Regions from separate parts of the Mus musculus genome. Here region 2 is linked to region 1. Evidence: chromatin contacts called from public promoter capture Hi-C data. All regions are on one chromosome and are shown on one strand. The core of a region is the stretch at or near the end of the contact, and the rest is flanking DNA. Distances in the headings are between cores, read along the strand shown.

What was found. Promoter capture Hi-C pulls out the DNA fragments that hold promoters and counts their contacts.
Region 2: a promoter capture Hi-C map of 3T3-L1-derived adipocytes shows a contact between it and region 1, with 2.3 times the contacts expected there. The contact joins the enhancer-like site here to the promoter of Sh2d7 in region 1. A contact is called at or near these places in 3 of 39 promoter capture datasets (the 3T3-L1 cell line, 3T3-L1-derived adipocytes and hippocampal neurons), 16 of 484 Hi-C or Micro-C datasets (the 4T1 cell line, the 63-12 cell line, CD4 T cells and 8 more), 1 of 115 datasets of contacts at active chromatin or transcription factors (embryonic stem cells) and 3 of 9 other capture datasets (adipose tissue, embryonic stem cells and pancreatic islet).

What each region holds. Positions count from the first base shown.
Region 1 is chr9:54,531,499-54,536,696 of GRCm38.p6, forward strand. Sh2d7 (SH2 domain containing 7) reads left to right here and starts at 2,625. Exons shown (of 6, transcript NM_173778.4): 1 at 2,625-2,823; 2 at 4,111-4,200. The coding sequence starts at 2,648.
Region 2 is chr9:54,601,297-54,606,494 of GRCm38.p6, forward strand. Idh3a (isocitrate dehydrogenase 3 (NAD+) alpha) reads left to right here. Exons shown (of 11, transcript NM_029573.2): 11 at 1,986-3,366. The coding sequence ends at 2,069. Acsbg1 (acyl-CoA synthetase bubblegum family member 1) reads right to left here. Exons shown (of 14, transcript NM_053178.2): 14 at 3,701-4,180. The coding sequence ends at 4,095. Among named protein-coding and RNA genes, the nearest start is that of Idh3a, 17 kb to the left of the region's middle. Within about 2 kb of position 2,960, at least 25 of the 459 cell types and tissues checked have an H3K27ac peak or open chromatin away from gene starts, as enhancers often do. A contact at or near this core is called in 3T3-L1-derived adipocytes, adipose tissue and pancreatic islet, where this site is marked.

The DNA.
Region 1 (5,198 bases), core at 1,375-3,874:
AGTCTAACCACTGAGCAATCTTGCCAGTCCCCTTACTTTGTTTCTGAGGCAAGGTCTTGCTGTATGACCCAGGCTGGTTTCAAACTAATCTTTTGAAATGGAGCCTAGGCTCACCTCAAGCTTATAATCCTCTTGCTTCTGCCTGCTTAGTGCTGGGATTACTGCCACACACTCCCCTTAACACATTTTATTTTAGACTTGAGATGACTCATAACAATGCTGTAGTAACAATAGTAGTCTACCAAATGGGGTCAGACTATTCATACTTAAGAATCTTTCTATCATCACCATCACTGGCATCATAATCATCAAAGCAATGGCTAATCCTAATCACGTATTTTATTCCAAATAAAGGAGCTACTGTTCAAAGGAATTAACTCATTTGACCTCTCTAACAACAAGTTGCTATGGTTTGGATGTGGCTTGTGCCCTAAGGAGTTATGTGTTGGAAGCCTCAGCGTGTCAATGTTTGGAGGTGGTGCAACCCTAAAGGGTGGTTAGAAGAAGAATGTCATTGGGGAGTATTGTCCATGGAAGGGATTGACTAATTCAGTTTTATGGGACCCTAGAGAGTTATAAATAGAGTGAGTTATTCTAAAAGAGCTAGCCTGGTCCCAAGTGATGGCTCCTTCTCAGTCATGTCCCCATGATGGCACCCACCACCCTGTGATATAGCTAAGGAGGCCTCTGACAGAGCCCGGAAGGGTAGAGCTACCCAATCTTGGCCTTCTAGCATTTACAACTATGAATTAAATAAATCTTTTTTTCTTTACAAAGTAGCCAGTCTCTGGTATTCCACTGCAGCAATAGAAAATGAACTAATATATGGGTCATATTATCATCCTCATTTCAATGATGAAGACACTGAAGTTAATAAGTTATAATATTTGGTTAAGGGTCAACACAGTTATCAAGCCAGAATCCGAACCATGGAAATGTGGCTGTGACATCTTCCCCTTCTTTTTCCGTAAATGGTTTTAATTGAAGTGGGACATGTAATTAGCAAAGAGCATAAGCTATGCTCCCATGAATTTTCATAGTGAGCACACCCCCCAGATGAGAAAGTGGAAACACACCAGCCCTTGACAGCTCCTCATCTGTTCCTAGAAGTCCATAAACACTGCCCCCCTGCACCACCACAGCCTCTGCTGTCTTAATTTTTAGCATCCTTGATTAGTTCTGCCCTGCTTTGAATGTATGTAAATGATCTTTCATCCTTTACCGCTTTGCTCCTACTCATTATAACGGCCCCGGAGCCAAACAATAGCCTCTAATTCCCAGTGTATGAGGAAACCGAGCTATCTCCAATGGCTCAACAACCTTCTGATACCCTAGGCCAAAATGTGATAGAATTGGGATTCTAACCCATGTCTGGGGGGGGGGGGGGCGGTGCTAATGCTTCTGCCACCTCAGCTTCAGTTTCTGCTGTAGAATGCTGACACCAGGATTGGGAATATTTGTGTGAATAAAGTGTTCTACCGCCTGCCCTAAATGGATGCCAAAATCCTGTCATTGAATTACTTTCCCCATAGTTGGCAACAGTCTTTCCTCACCAGGTACTTGGCTTCCTCCTTCAAAGATCCATGGTCACTCTTGGGCAAGACTGACTACTACCCATGACATGCAGCCAACACACTCTGTCTCCATCTCCCTGCTCCCCGCAGGCTGGGCTCATCTGGTGTGGTGTTACACAAGCAATCACACACATTTATTGTTTATCTACTGCCATTAGTAGTAAGTGCTTCTCTGGGAGTGTGGAGATGACTTGTCAGGTAAAGTGCTTGCTTCACAAGCATGAAGACCTGAATTTGTAGCCTCAGCACCCACATAAAAGCTGGACACACTGAGAGGCGGAGACAGGAATCCCAGGAACTTGCTGGCCAGACAGCCTACCTGAAACAGCAGTTCCAGGTTCAATGAGAGACTCTATCTCAAAAAGTAAGGTGGACACCAATAGAGGAAGACACCCGATATCAACCTCTAATTTCCAGACTTATGCATGGGTAAATACCTGTGTGTGTGTGTGTGTGTGTGTGCGCACGTGAGTGAGCGCTTTCTCTCTTTCTCTCTCATTCTCTCTCTCTCTCTCTCTCTCTCTCTCTCTCTCACACACACACACACACACACACACACACACACACACACACCACACAGAGAGTTGTCTTGTTCCCAGATTTATATGGTACACAGCAGGTACCTGATACAATCTGAAGTAAAAGGTAAAATTAATCAGCATGGAATTTCCCCACCAAAACACAAAAGCCCCAGTGAAGGAAGGATACAGTGAATTTAAATCCAGAGCTCTGTTCACAGGGGCAGTGCTGTGACTGCATCTTATGTCTGCTTTTCCACTGAGGCAAAGACTGGAGGTTGGGAAAAAAGAGGTCACAGGCATCAGCTTTTCTGCTGGCCCAGAGATCATGGAAATCCTGCCTGATCCTTACCAGGCTGCTACGATAGCCTCCTGCTAGTGACTCTAGCAGCCAAAATGCCTGGTCCCAAAGCTTCACACAGGAGAGCCATCTAATAGGACTCCTGTGTGCCACGGGCATTGAGAAGGGTGTGAGCACAGGCAAATGAGCTGCATCACGCATAGATATAAAGGACTGCAGCCATCAGGATTCACATATCATCAGTGCTCACCAGGATGGAGGGCGGCCCAGAGCAGCTCCATCTGGGCAAGGCACTGGAGGAGGCAGGGGGTGGGCGGGCCTTGGCTGAAATCCAAGAGCTGGCTCTGAAGTGGTTCATGGAGACACAGGCCCCCTCTATCCTACAGAATGGAGTTCTGCCCCCCTGGTTTCATGGATTCATCACTCGCAAGTAAGGCTGCCCCTGACCACAAGACCAGCATGATCTGCAGCTCCTCAGGGCTGGGAATATGGCCCAAGGACTCCAGAACCTTGGGCTCCTGACCTTTCCCTCACTAAGCAGGACCCTGGGGTAGAAGGGACAGATTGTAGAAGCTTTTGAAGGCACATATGGAGGGCATTTGCCTAGCGGGATCTTGGGTAGTTGCAGCTGTGGGAAGAACCACAGTGGACTGAGTAGGAGCTAGGCATGTTTAGATGAGTTCTGAGTATCTTGGTGAAAGTTAGAAGACCATGCCATGTGCCAGCACTGGAATGTTATTGTAATTGAGGTAGAAAACTGTCCAGGAAACCTAGACACATGATTATCCTGGCATAGAGGCAAGGATGTGAGACTTGGCATTGTGGTTGAGAGAGATCTTCAAGCTTCCCAAGTACTAGATGGAAAAAGGAATGAGAAACAAAGCCCACCAACCAGGTCCTGACCCAGTGTCTAACACAGCACCGGGGACAGCTTTGCGGACCACACGAGGCTGTGTTCAGGGGACCTGCAGCTGTCTTAATGCTCTGTGTTATGTCTTGATGCCCTTTGTTTGGAAATAAGGGGTCCCATATATTCATTTGGCACAGATCCCTGAAAATTATGAAGGTAGTTCTAGTGATGTAGTGATGTATTTGGTGAGTAAGTGGGTAAGGAATTATATGATCTGTGTTCTTCCAAGCCAAAGGAAAAAAATACTAGAATTTTCCATTGTACCTCAAAAACACTTGGTATCATGTAGAAGGACCCGAAGGGATGGTAGTGATTTTTTTTAAGCTCCTCTTGTAACCAAGCTTGAGACACAACAGCAGCTCTTTGCTACAGACACTCTTATGTAGTGTGCCTCTTGCACAACTACACACTTAGTCCCAAGACAGGGATCCCTACTGATGTGAAAGTTCCTGGTATAGTTCTTTCTATACAGTTATCTGAATAGAGAGCTGGAAGCTGCAGGTTGTGTCTATTGCTCCTGCTGACAAGGCTACATTGCAGGGTGGAAGGTGCCTGTCGCCTGGGGACTCACATTCAACGACAGACTGTCTTTAGTTTGCTCACTTGAGCCAGAACCAACCACAGACTGCACCTTGAAGGCCTCAGAGTCAGTCAAAGAGCTCAGAAGGTTCTCTATCAAGGGCTGAAAATCTGTCTCAATTTAGAACTCTAGGCCACTGTCTGAAAGGATCCTGAAGCAGATCCAATTCAGGCTGCTTGGTTACTGTGAGGGTACAGGTCCCAGTTAATGGTGTGTCCTCTGTCCAGGCAAACAGAGCAGCTACTCAGGGACAAAGCCCTCGGTTCCTTCCTCATCCGCCTCAGTGACCGGGCTGTCGGCTACATCTTGTCTTATAGGTAAGTGGGAAGCCCTCTATGAAGAGACAGGTAGCCTAGGGGTTCCATAACCCAGAACCTGCTGATGAGCACAGAGGTTCAGAAACCCACTATCTGGTTTTCTCTGGGCCCTGACGCCATAGTTCAGTCATCCTCTGCTTGGCCAACCCTTTCAGAGCACCAACACTATCAGCCAGGGATGTTGCTGCAGCCTTCAAAGGGATGAAGGGAGCCAGATGAAACATCTTCCCGGTGGGTGCAGATGAACTCTAAGTCCAGTGGCAGAGGAACAGGCTTGCTAGTGGGAAGAGGGCATGGTTGGGTATAAAGTCTTTCTACTAAGTGGACTGGCATGAGCGTAAGTACAAGATTTTGAGAGTCACAGATCCTTGGGTGCAGCCAGACAAATCTCTGGGAAAAGGATAGCCATAGATGAGAAGTCTGAGAACAAAGAAGGGATCCAGGCAGAGTGCTTAAGGAGGGAGAACTGGAGGCAGTCTGGAGGTGTGAAGGCTGTGACAACCCACAGCATTGGTTGGGTATGAAGATCTTGGGTCTTAGTAATGTAAGGCTATAAGACTAAAGATCTTAGGTCTTAGTAATGTAAGGCTATAAGACTAAAGAGGAAGAGACATGTACCTAGTGTAAAGTCCGAGGTGGCGGCTGTGGACCATGGTCTGAAATTAGGCTGAGTTGGGAAGGTAGAAGGCTCCCTCCGGAGGCCTGGAAGGAGGCCAGGGTTGCAGGGCAAACTTCCAAGTCTTCAGATTCTCATTCAAATTATGTGCACAGACCCTCCTTGTTCAGATCCTAACCTGGAGGAAGCTTCTTTGCCTCTCTGTGTCTCTGCCATCTCATATGTAAAATAGGAGTGTTCTAGTTACCTACCAAAGGACTGTTGCGAGCGCATGATGAGACGAGGCATTTGCAATTGCCTGGCACAGTGAACAAACCGTGGAGGGGTTAAGCAAATGTTAATAATTGCTCAGTCCTCATTTGTCCCCCAAGACACTGTTTTG
Region 2 (5,198 bases), core at 1,710-4,209, 70 kb after region 1:
GTTGAACACGGGTTTTTGTTTTGTTTTGTTTTGAATTTGTTTTTTTGGTTTTGGGGGTTTTTTTGTTTTTTGTTTTTTGTTTTTTTTTTTTCCCAGACAGGGTCTCTCTGTGTAGCCCTGGCTGTCCTGGAACTCACTTCGTAGACCAGGCTGGCCTCGAACTCAGAAATCCGCCTGCCTCTGCCTCCCGAGTGCTGGGATTAAAGGCGTGCGCCACCACCCCCGGCTGTTTTGAATCTGTTTTTGAGACGAGAGTTTCTTTGTGTAGGCTTAGGTTGTCCTATAACTCGCTCTGTAGACCAGGCTGGTCTCAAACTCACAGGGATCTACCTGCCTCTGCCTCCCAGATCCTGAGATAGAGATTCTTAATGTGCACTCCCCGATGGAACCAGAGGTGCTAATGTGCACCTATGCATTGGGGTGGGGGAGGGGACAGTAGGTGGGGGGCCGTAATCCAAATATTTCCTCTGAAAGAATGAAGAGACACTAACAGGCATCAGAACACAGCAGAAAGAGTGTGAGAGCCAGAGGCAGGCACAGGCCCACTCAGCTGCACTGGTGTTAGCTCTACAGTCTGGTCAGTTATTCTTAAAGTAGTGCCTCAAAGCTGCTCCTTTCTGAAAGTTACAGCTTAGGATTACTTCTTATGGCCAAAATACAAGAAATGAAAACCTGTTTTTAACAGCCTGACATCACTTTTGAGGGCAGGAGCTCTTGTTATTATCCCAAGCCTGTATTGGGAAGTAACAGTCTAGAGCTGAGCCGGGAGATGCTTGACTTACACAGGAGTCTCCTGGTTCTGTGGGACATAGCTGCAAGAGGGAATTTAACATACTGATGTCTGTTTGTAGTAAAGAGAACACGAGTTGTTAGAAAACAGATTGGTCACCCTAGAGACTTCTCCTAAAGAGGAAAGTTAGGATTAACTGTGTAAATGTTGTCATGCTGCTTGCCTCCAAATACCAAAATAGACCAAAGAGGCCTTATGATCTTTTTTCTTAGCTTTAAAATTTCCCCACATATTTTATGCTTAGATTTGCTTTCATGTAACTATCCATAACCAATCAGTATTTTCTTGGTCAATAGTCTGAACAAAGGGGAGAGTTTGGACTACCATCCTGCTCTCTAAGGAGTCTTATTCTTGAGAGGTGTTTCTTAGGTCTGTATATCCAGGCAGCAATGAGTCCAAGGAAGGATTTTTGGTGGTTAGATAAAAGCCAGCATTCATTCCTCAGGCGCTTGCAAAGGACGTGGCTCCCCACTGACTCACTCCTGTAGTTACATCTCAGAGTCCCTCAGCCCACTCACTAGTGCCTGTTCTACATCTCAAAGCCCTCACAGAGCATCCTGGCTCTTCACTTCCTGGCCTCCTTCCTCCCAGATACCATTTCCCTGTTTCCCTGCCTCTGCCTGCCACCCTTATTGCACTACTCACTCTTCCTGCCCCCATCTCTTACTATTTCTACTGTTCTCTCTTACTTCTCTTCTCTCAAAGATAGCCCTGGCCATGACCACAATGTTTCCTTTTTTCCTCTGCTCTGGACTCTTCCAGGTGCCTCTGGAAACGTCTCTTTCTTATTTACAATAAGAGCCTTCCCTTAAGGGAGTGGCCATTTCAGTGGTTTCTTTACTGCCTTGTTTTAAGACAGGCAAGATCTTGCTGTCTAGCTCTGGATGGCCTGGAATTCTATGTACAGACCAGGCTGGCTTTGAGTGTGCAAGAATCTTTGTGCCTCAGCCCCTCCGTGCTGGGGTTGGTTGTAGCAGTGCACCATCATGCCTGACTTGGGAGTGTTTCTCGGTACGCACCTCATGGGATTTCCCCAGGCCTCGCAGGGTAGGTAGGTGGTGTGTGATCGAACCTCTGCCTGAAATCAGTAGACTGGTTAGTATCTTGCTCAGTTCCTATTTCACTGAGTGCTTTAAATGTCCTTGTTTTAATTTAGTGTGGTGATGAATGTTTATTTTTCTCTTTCTATTCTCAGAGCTTAACAAAAGATCTGGGAGGCAACGCGAAGTGCTCTGACTTCACAGAAGAAATCTGTCGTAGAGTCAAAGACTTAGATTAGCACTCCTGCTGGTGGATTTGCTGCAGTCAGTCAATCACTCCAAAAGGATACCCTGTAATCCTCCTTGAGGGCGCCCACCATTGGTTTGCTTGCTTCTTGACAGAGTACGTTTTTTGAATCTGGCCTTTTCTTAACAAAACCCTTGCAATGGATGCACATGATGGCCCCAGGCCTTCATTCAAAGGGTTTTCCCAAGTGCTGGTTGTATTTATTGTCCGTCTGGTAAACCTTATTTTGTAAACTGTAAGTGAACTGTATCATTTATCATTGTTAACCCATTTTACACTTCAGGCAAAATCATTTTCCTCAACTGTAAATATTCTGATACAGAATTAATAAGAGAAGATATTTAACTTTTTAACAAAAGCCCTGGATTTTTGGTTTATGAAAAACAAACTGGGAATAAAACAGGGTTTTAACAATCGCACAAGATAACATTATTCTAATACTAATGGGTACAAAAGAAATTTACTGGGAAAGTTCACAGCAAAAAAATGGTATATTTCTTAAAAATATGGAAATAAAGTATTTGTCCTATACATGAATTACTATTAATAAAAATGTAAGCTCCAAGAAATCCATAATGAATGATGTAATTTTGTTACTACATCGGTAATCCTTGTCAAGGCCCCGGATGCTCTCTGTGTATTTGATTCTTTTGTTACCTTGAGATTCACTATTTTGGGGGAAGAGCTTTCAGATAAGGGAGATCACTCCTCACTAGACAGATCGTCAGCATTGCGAGCTGTCAGCCATGAGAGCCAGCCACTGCAGATCCCCTCCCACGTGGCCACACTCCAGCCAGTGCTGCAGGTGACCCTGGAAAGGCCTGGCTGCCCCTTGACTTTCCCTAAAGCAACCAGTCACTGCCTTCTGCCCCAGTAGCACCCATTACAGACTTAATTGCCGAGGTGGAGCTGACTCAGCCCACGCTCATACAAATCAGGCCAAGCGGGGGCCTGTGTTACCAGCTGCTGACCATCAGGTTCTGCCCCTCATTCTTCCCACAGCCTCTGCTCCACAGCATGAACCTAGCCTTTGGCCCACACCAAAGCCAAGCTGTCTTCCCTTAGCCCTTGCACTAGTTTGCAAACTCGTGGCTTTGCATAATGTACCCTGGTCCCAAGGGGATTTCTTAACAACAGATGTCCCTGTCTGGGTCATTTTTTTAAAGCTTTTATTTGGACTTACAATCTTCTGTGTATTTTACTTTAAAACTGCTGCTTTCCCTGTCTCACTGGATTGTTCTGGTTAGCAGTGGCTTTGGGTTCACAGTAATAAAGAACTTAAGAACTGACTGAGGCGTTTGCATTCTCTGCGTATTTCCTGGTCAGGTACCTTAGGGCATTTTAGCTTAGCCTGTTGAAATAGGTGGTAATAGAGTTGGCTGCTTCCACCAGACCCCATCCTTCACCCCGGTAGGCCGCTGATGATGTACTAAAGGATACTAAAGTTCTGTGAGTTAACTGTCTATGTTCTGTCCCACCTGCCCATTGACAAAAGACATCCGGTACTTGTTGCAGATCTGTTAAAAGGTTTAATACTGAAAATTACATATTAAATACAGTCACATAGGCAGCAGCAGTTTATTAAGCATCAAGCCTCTTGTGTGTGAGGTGGCAGAGTGTGGTACTAGTTTCCAAGAAGCCAGAATTAAGTCAGGCGAGCTGTGACTGCTGTCTCTGCAGCACACATTAGTAATGGGATTGCCATCCCTTTCCCTCTCCAACAGCGCCCCCTGGGAGACCTGTGAACTAGAACCTTGTAGATCTGCCTGGACCTGAAGCCAAAGTGAGCGGTCCTTCTCTTTTGGAAGGAGAATGGTCTGGCTTGACACCTGAACAGGAGCAGTGGTTAGAATTGAAACTACTTGCACGTGAAGGCATTGGAGATGTCAGTGCTCTGCCCTGAACTAAAGGGTGGAAGCAGCTTGTCACAGGTTCTTTTGCCCACTGGAGACACCTGGCGCTCAGGAAGATGCTTGCCGGGCTGGTCTCCAGCAGAAGCCACAAGCATGGCTCCTGACTACTGTTTTTGCTCTTGATAAAAAGAATCGATGATATCTTTGTACTTCTCCAGAACCGTGAGCCGTTTCAATTTCATGGTGGGTCCTAAAAGAAAAATTGGAAGAAATGAGTGTGGCCTGGGTTTGGTTTCATGAGAAGGTATCGTTTGGAAGAGAATGACTCCTGTAGGGTCATGTGTTTGAATAACTGGTTTCCCAGTTGGTGGGGCTGTTTGGGAAGGATTAGAGTATACAGCCTTAGAGGAGGTGTAGCACTAGGGTAGGCTTGAAGTTTCAAAAGATTTCTTCCATTTTCTATCTCTGCTACTGTGGACTCATAACTATCTGGAACTATGAACCCATTGGACATTTTCTTTTATAGGTTGGCTTGGGTGTGGTGTTTTATCACAGAAATAGAAAAGTGACTTAGATGGCATGTGAGATCCAGAAGTCAGGTACTAAGCCAGAGAAGCAGGATACACTGTACAGCTTCTGAGGCAAGAGTCCTTTTAGCATTATCCCACATGAGCCCCTCTGTGTCACAGTGAACTAGGCTTAGTCTGCAGTCAGGTTACAGAGGACATGATGGGTGTCACTTCCAGGGGCAGAAGTGACTTGTTTCTTTCCATTACATAATGAAATACAGCCTTGACCTGTCCCCATTATGATCCTCCCTTGAATGAACATACCCTGTCTCAGAATACAGGGAGTATGGGTCATCCAGAAACCTTTTCAGATACCATCTTAGAGTTTTATTGCTGTAAAGAGACACCATGACCAAGGCAACTCCTATAAAGGAAAACATGTAATTGGGGCTGACTTACTGTTTCAGAAGTGTAACCCATTATCATCGTGGTGGGGAGCATGGCAGAATCCAGGCAGACATGGTGCTGGAGAAGGCCACACCTTCTAATAGTGCCACTCCCCATGGGCCATAAATTCAAACACGTGAATCTATGGAGGCCAAACCCATTCAAACCACAGATAACTAAGCTAAAAATTGCCCAAAGTCTTTCATAAAACTGTGTGGTATTTGCACAAAACCATGAAAATCCATATTCTTTAAGCCTTCTCTATACTACTCAGAATCTCAAATACAGCATAAATGCTACATAAATAAACTA